Regions from separate parts of the Ovis aries genome. Here region 1 is linked to region 2. Evidence: chromatin contacts called from public Hi-C data. All regions are on one chromosome and are shown on one strand. Each heading gives the region's core, a stretch centred on a gene start, on an enhancer-like site or on the middle of the called end of the contact. The rest is flanking DNA. Distances are from core to core; before and after follow the strand shown.

The links. Hi-C and Micro-C count contacts between places; a contact is called where the count stands out from the background.
Region 1: a contact with region 2 is called in a Hi-C map of liver, with 2.8 times the contacts expected there. The contact joins two enhancer-like sites. A contact is called at or near these places in 13 of 16 Hi-C or Micro-C datasets (blood, hypothalamus, liver and 5 more).

Annotation. Positions count from the first base shown.
Region 1 is chr7:56,234,156-56,236,855 of ARS-UI_Ramb_v3.0, reverse strand. It overlaps MYO5C (myosin VC), which reads right to left. Exons shown (of 40, transcript XM_060417939.1): 11 at 294-375. Among named protein-coding and RNA genes, the nearest start is that of MYO5C, 45 kb to the right of the region's middle. Within about 2 kb of position 1,360, at least 6 of the 54 cell types and tissues checked have an H3K27ac peak or open chromatin away from gene starts, as enhancers often do. A contact at or near this core is called in liver, where this site is marked.
Region 2 is chr7:55,804,646-55,807,345 of ARS-UI_Ramb_v3.0, reverse strand. No RefSeq gene overlaps it. Among named protein-coding and RNA genes, the nearest start is that of ATOSA, 52 kb to the left of the region's middle. Within about 2 kb of position 1,300, at least 2 of the 54 cell types and tissues checked have an H3K27ac peak or open chromatin away from gene starts, as enhancers often do. A contact at or near this core is called in liver, where this site is marked.

The DNA of each region.
Region 1 (2,700 bases), core at 111-2,610, 430 kb before region 2:
ACTGGAGCCTGCAGGAAACTGAGTGACTTGGTCTGGCTGGAAGGGGTCTGTATCCAAGAATGGCAGGTGATGAACTGAAACAAACGTTGGCAGGTGCCTCCACAAAAATGAAATCGGGCGGGAAGGTGCAGTTTCAAGGAACAGCCACAAGATGGTGCAGTAAGCCAGCATGTGACTCTCTATGCTGGCGAGATTTGAAGAGGCAAAGAGCCAAACTCGGCCTCTCTCCCTTTTCAGACAGACAGACAGACACAGCTGAGAGCTAGTTTCAAGTAGGCAAAAAAGTCACCTACCAGGTTAAACTGCTGTTGCAGCTTTTCATTAGCATAATTGATGCAAAACTGTTCAAAGCTGTTCACATCAAAGGTTTCAAAACTGAAATACAGTTTAAACTAGTTAAGACATAACTTGAAGGACATACACATTTGCTTATAGGTTAGTATTTTTCACAACTTTCACAACTTTCACAGTTTTTTATGTTTTCTGTGAGTTGTAAACATGCCTCAATTCTTGTTTTAACCATCCTAGCAGTGAGCTGATAAATCACGTTTTTCCAGGCGGCCCCAGGAAGGAATCTGGTGTGTACAAAACACCTACTTGAGGCAGGGACTAAAGTAGGCGTGTGCACAACATGGCATATCACACAATCTGTACAACAACACTGACATCAGCCTCATTATCCTTAGTTCATAGATGAGGAAACAAGACTGAGAAGTTCAAAAATTTGTCTGGGTCACACAGTCAGTGTCAGAGTTAGCTATGAGTCCACCTGACTGTAACACTTCTGCTCCCAGTGAAAAAAGCAACGTTGTCTCCTGCGCCCCCACCCATTGCTGAAGGCAGAGGCAGCACGGTTTTGCCTCCCCGAGGGGCGCTTTCATAGTCCTCACAGGAAAAGAGCAAGGTCACAGCCCAGCAGACCCCTTCAGGCCCAAGGAAGACGCGGCCCCACCTCCATCTTCAGACTTTCAATGGCTGCCTCTGGAGTTGCAGACCCAGGAGCTGAAAAGGCCGGGAGACGACAGCATGGAGAGGGGCTGGAACTGGGTGGGACCCATGATAACCAGGTCTGCCCTACAGGATGGTTGCTGCTCAGCTCGAGCCAGCTGTGGCCATGGCTTAATCAGGTCAGGATGTCTGGTCACCTGACTCTCAAAAGAATCCAGAAACCTGGACTTTTACGTGAATTACCTCCCTCTGTAAAACATGATGTAGGCTGAACAGAACTGGGGCACCTGATCCACCCCCTGGGCAGAGGAGCGCTCCTGCCAGGAGGAATGCGAGCACTTTAGGTGTTGGTGCTGATGCCCATCACCATGCTTAACCCTAACACCACCCTAGGTGAAGGGCTGCCCTTACCCCACCGTTCCACACAACGGTCAGAAGAGATGGTGACCATCACAGAGCGGTGCCAGACACGCGAAATCTGACCCCAGCTCGTGGTGACTCTAAAGCCTTAGTTCTTAATCGCTCTAATCCTGAGTTTCCTGCCAGCTCCAACCACAGGTCCCCTGGGAGTCTCACATGTCTGAGCCCATTTGGCTCAGTGTAGAATTTCTGAGGAGGTGAAGGTCCCAGACTGTTCATGGAGCAAGAGGAGAACCCAGAGCCCTGACAGCCCCATTCCACTAGTGCCCTGGGTGATCGAGAGGCTCGGCCGGCTGGACACTGCAGACAGGCCACAGCTGGGCCTGGAGGTGAGGCAGAAGGGCCTCACTGTGCTCTGCAGCCCACAGCTGGGGCCAAAGGCAGGACTTCCTAGGGTAGAGGCAGGATGTCAAACATCAATGACTTTCCTTTTCCTGTTCACATCAGAATAATCCTTGTGGTTTGTAAAGATGCATTCACAATTTCTTCCATTTGACTTGTCCTTGCGAGAGAGGCCCCATCTTACAGACACAGAAACTGAGGTTCAGTGATGCCCTCCAGGCCATACAACAGGGTGGTGCAGTGCTTACTCCTTGGGATCTGACTCCTGGCCCCAAGCTCTTCCAGCTCGGTGTCCAGAGAACATAAACATCTGGCTGGCTAGGGAACCACAAGCCTCCTCGACGACCGGAGCTGAAATCTCAAGGCTCACAGCTTGGGCTTTCATTGTCTTCATGCAGGGTAACTTTCCCTTTCAGGCTGCCTTATTCCCAGTTCATCCTGAGCTCAGCTCTCACAGCAGCTGCTGCTAAGTCACTTCAGTCGTGTCCGACTCTGTGTGACCCCATAGACGGCAGCCCACCAGGCTCCCCTGTCCCTGGGATTCTCCAGGCAAGAACACTGGAGGGGGTTGCCATTTCCTTCTCCAATGCATAAAAGTGAAAAGTGAGAGTGAAGTCGCTCAGTCATGTCCGACTCTTAGTGACCCCATGGACTGCAGCCCACCAGGCTCCTCCATCCATGGGATGAGGGCTAATCCAACCATGGGTATACTGGAGAAAGGCATGAAAGGATTCACTCCAGACAGTAACACTCTTATTTAAAGAGGAGAGCTTACTTTTTTGGAGGGGTAAAATGAATTCATGGGTGACAAGTGAACATGTTACTGTTTAAATTTTTAAAGAGGGGTTTAATTTTAAAATTTAAATTTAAAATATACTCTAACAAGTTCTTAAAAATTTGCAGTTCCTCCTGTTTGAAGTTTGCCCACTTAGCCAAAAATTTAAATTCCTTATTACCATGGTCTATCAACTTTGTGGATGCCTAATGCCT
Region 2 (2,700 bases), core at 51-2,550:
AGCAATGAAATAAAATTTATATTTTAAGGCAGGTCAGAAAAAAGTTAAACACAAAATTCCCTCTGTGTGTTTGGGCCTCCTCCCTCCCTCCCTTCCTCTCTCCGTAAAGTGCAGTGTGCATTATACATGAACCAGAGCTCCTCAAAGGTGGGAGTGCCTGCTCAACCCTGAGGAGCAATTCTTTTTCTTTCTTCTGATACTAGCAAGGCAACTTCTTAAAAGAACAGAGTTCTTTTGTGGCTCTGTAGGGGGTCATGGTGGAAAAGGTGATGGCACCCCACTCCAGTACTCTTGCCATGGACAGAGGAGCCTGGTTGGCTGCAGTCCATGGGGTCGCGAAGAATCGGACATGACTGAGCGACTTCACTTTCAATTTTCACTTTCATGCATTGGAGAAGGAAATGGCAACCCACTCCAGTGTTCTTGCCTGGAGAATCCCAGGGACAGGGGAGCCTGGTGGGCTGCCGTCTATGGGGTTGCACAGAGTCGAACTCGACTGAAGTGACTTAGCAGCAGCAGCAGCAGCAGGGGGGTCATAGTGACTTCCTCCTGGCTTTGTATATGCTTACCTGGCCTATGTATCCTTGGTGAAAGTGAAAGTGTTAGTCGCTCAGTTGTGTCTGAGTCTTCACGACCCCATGGACTGTAGCCTACCAGCCTTCTCTGTACATGGGTTTCTCCAGGCAAGAACACTAGAGTGGGTTGCCATTTCCTTCTCCAGGGGAACTTCCCAATCCAGGGATATAGCCCACATCTCCCACATTATAGGCAGATTCTTTACCATCTGAGCCACAAGAGAAGCCCAGTCCTTGGTGAACTTCACATAAAGTGTCAGTATATCATGTTGATATACGGTCCTTTGTCTTGAAAATGTATATGACTGTACCTTCTGACAGATGGAGTAGTTCTCAGAGCTTTCTGAGAATCTGCTTCCTAAGTTATAATCCTCAGTTTGAGTCAAATAAAATTCCCCTTTTCTTAACTTGATAATTAATTGAATGTTTGTTGACACTAATATTTATTTAAAATTTTGAGCGTTTCTAACCCTGTTGTCTGTTGTTTTTGCAGATGCTCACTCATGGTGCCTTTTTTTCTTATTGGTCGTTGGTAAGGAGTACATATGTATTTGCTATTGATCTACAAGGACACTTATGGCCTAAGACTGGGTTACTTTCTTTCAGGCAATGTTTTCATTTACCTCTGCATACAGGGAGCACTACTGACTGGGACCTTTGGCCCCTTCCAGGGTTTTTGGCTTAATCTGGAGCCAGGACTCAGAGCTTAGACTCTGTTATGGGCTGGACTCTGCCTCCCTCTACCTCTTAATTACTATGTTGAAGTCCCAGTTCTCAATACCACAGAGTGTAACCATGCTAAGTGATAAGGTCTTTGAAGAGGTGATAAAGTTAAAAAGAGACTGTTAGGATGGGACACTAATCCAACATGACTGGTGTTCTTATAAGAAGAAAAGAAGCTAGGGAGGCCTGAGTACGACCGTGTGAAGAGACAGCAAGAGGGTGACAATCTTCAGGCCAAGGAGAGAAACCTCAGAAGAACCCAACCTTGGGAGTTGGCACCTAGACCTTGGACATCTAACCTCCAGAACTGTGAGAACATACACTCTGGGTTTCAACCCCCTCCCCGCCTGTGGTCTGTTCTTACAGCAGCCTGAGCGGATGGATACCGGAGCCACAGCTCCTTCATTAGGACTTCCCCCCAGGGCAACCACAGTTTCCCTCCTGTGTCCTCATTCACCACTCTGGTTTTAGCAAACATTTTAATCTCTGCACCAGGGAAATTTCCCTTAATTCTGCAAGCTCACTGATGCAAAGGAGAGTATATTTCATTGGAGGTCTAGTTGTTTTGTTGGAGGATCTGTTCAGAGTCTCTAGTCTGACATACTGCCAGCAGTGCCTCAAATTCTATTGTTTTCTTAAGTACCAAATTCCCTGTTCTTTCTTCTACATCTGCTTGAGTCATCTCCCATGGTAATTGCTCTCCTTTTTAAACACTCAGCATTTATACATACATTGTTCATTGCCATTTGTGCTACCCTAGAATTAGTCCCCAACTATTTCCTTGAAATCAGAGGTCAAATCCTATACCTCCTCTCTCCCACAGCGCACTGTAGGCACTGATTTCACATTTATGAAACGAGTAAATGTAAAATGAGAAACAAAGGACCAAAAGTCTGTTAGCTGTCAAACCATGCCCTTAGGGCCTGTGCTCTGCAACAACGGAAGCCATCGCAATCAGAAGCCTGAACACCCCACCAAAATGTAGCCCCCACTCACCGCAACTAGAGAAAGCCCACATGCAGCAATGAAGACCTAGCACAGCCAAAAATAAATAAGCACACTTTCTAAAAAAGGTACACTTTAAAAATATATATGTGTTGGCTGTTACAACTACATTCATTGAACAGAACACTTGAGTCGTAGAACTGATGGTGGCTATTAAGTGGTCCAAATATGTTTTAACAACAAAAAAGATCACATTTGAGGCCTGATTCCCAGAGCCTTTGAGGAGTTAATGAAAAGATCTTGCATTATTCCTTAGAAACAACCCTGTAAGGACATGAACATTGAAGTAAATCAGATCTGTAAACCTAAGCTATTTTGCAAGTTCTGCTCTTACTGAGAAATAACAAAAGTAATAGAAACCAAATTTATCTTGCACTGCCTCATACTAGAAAGGAGA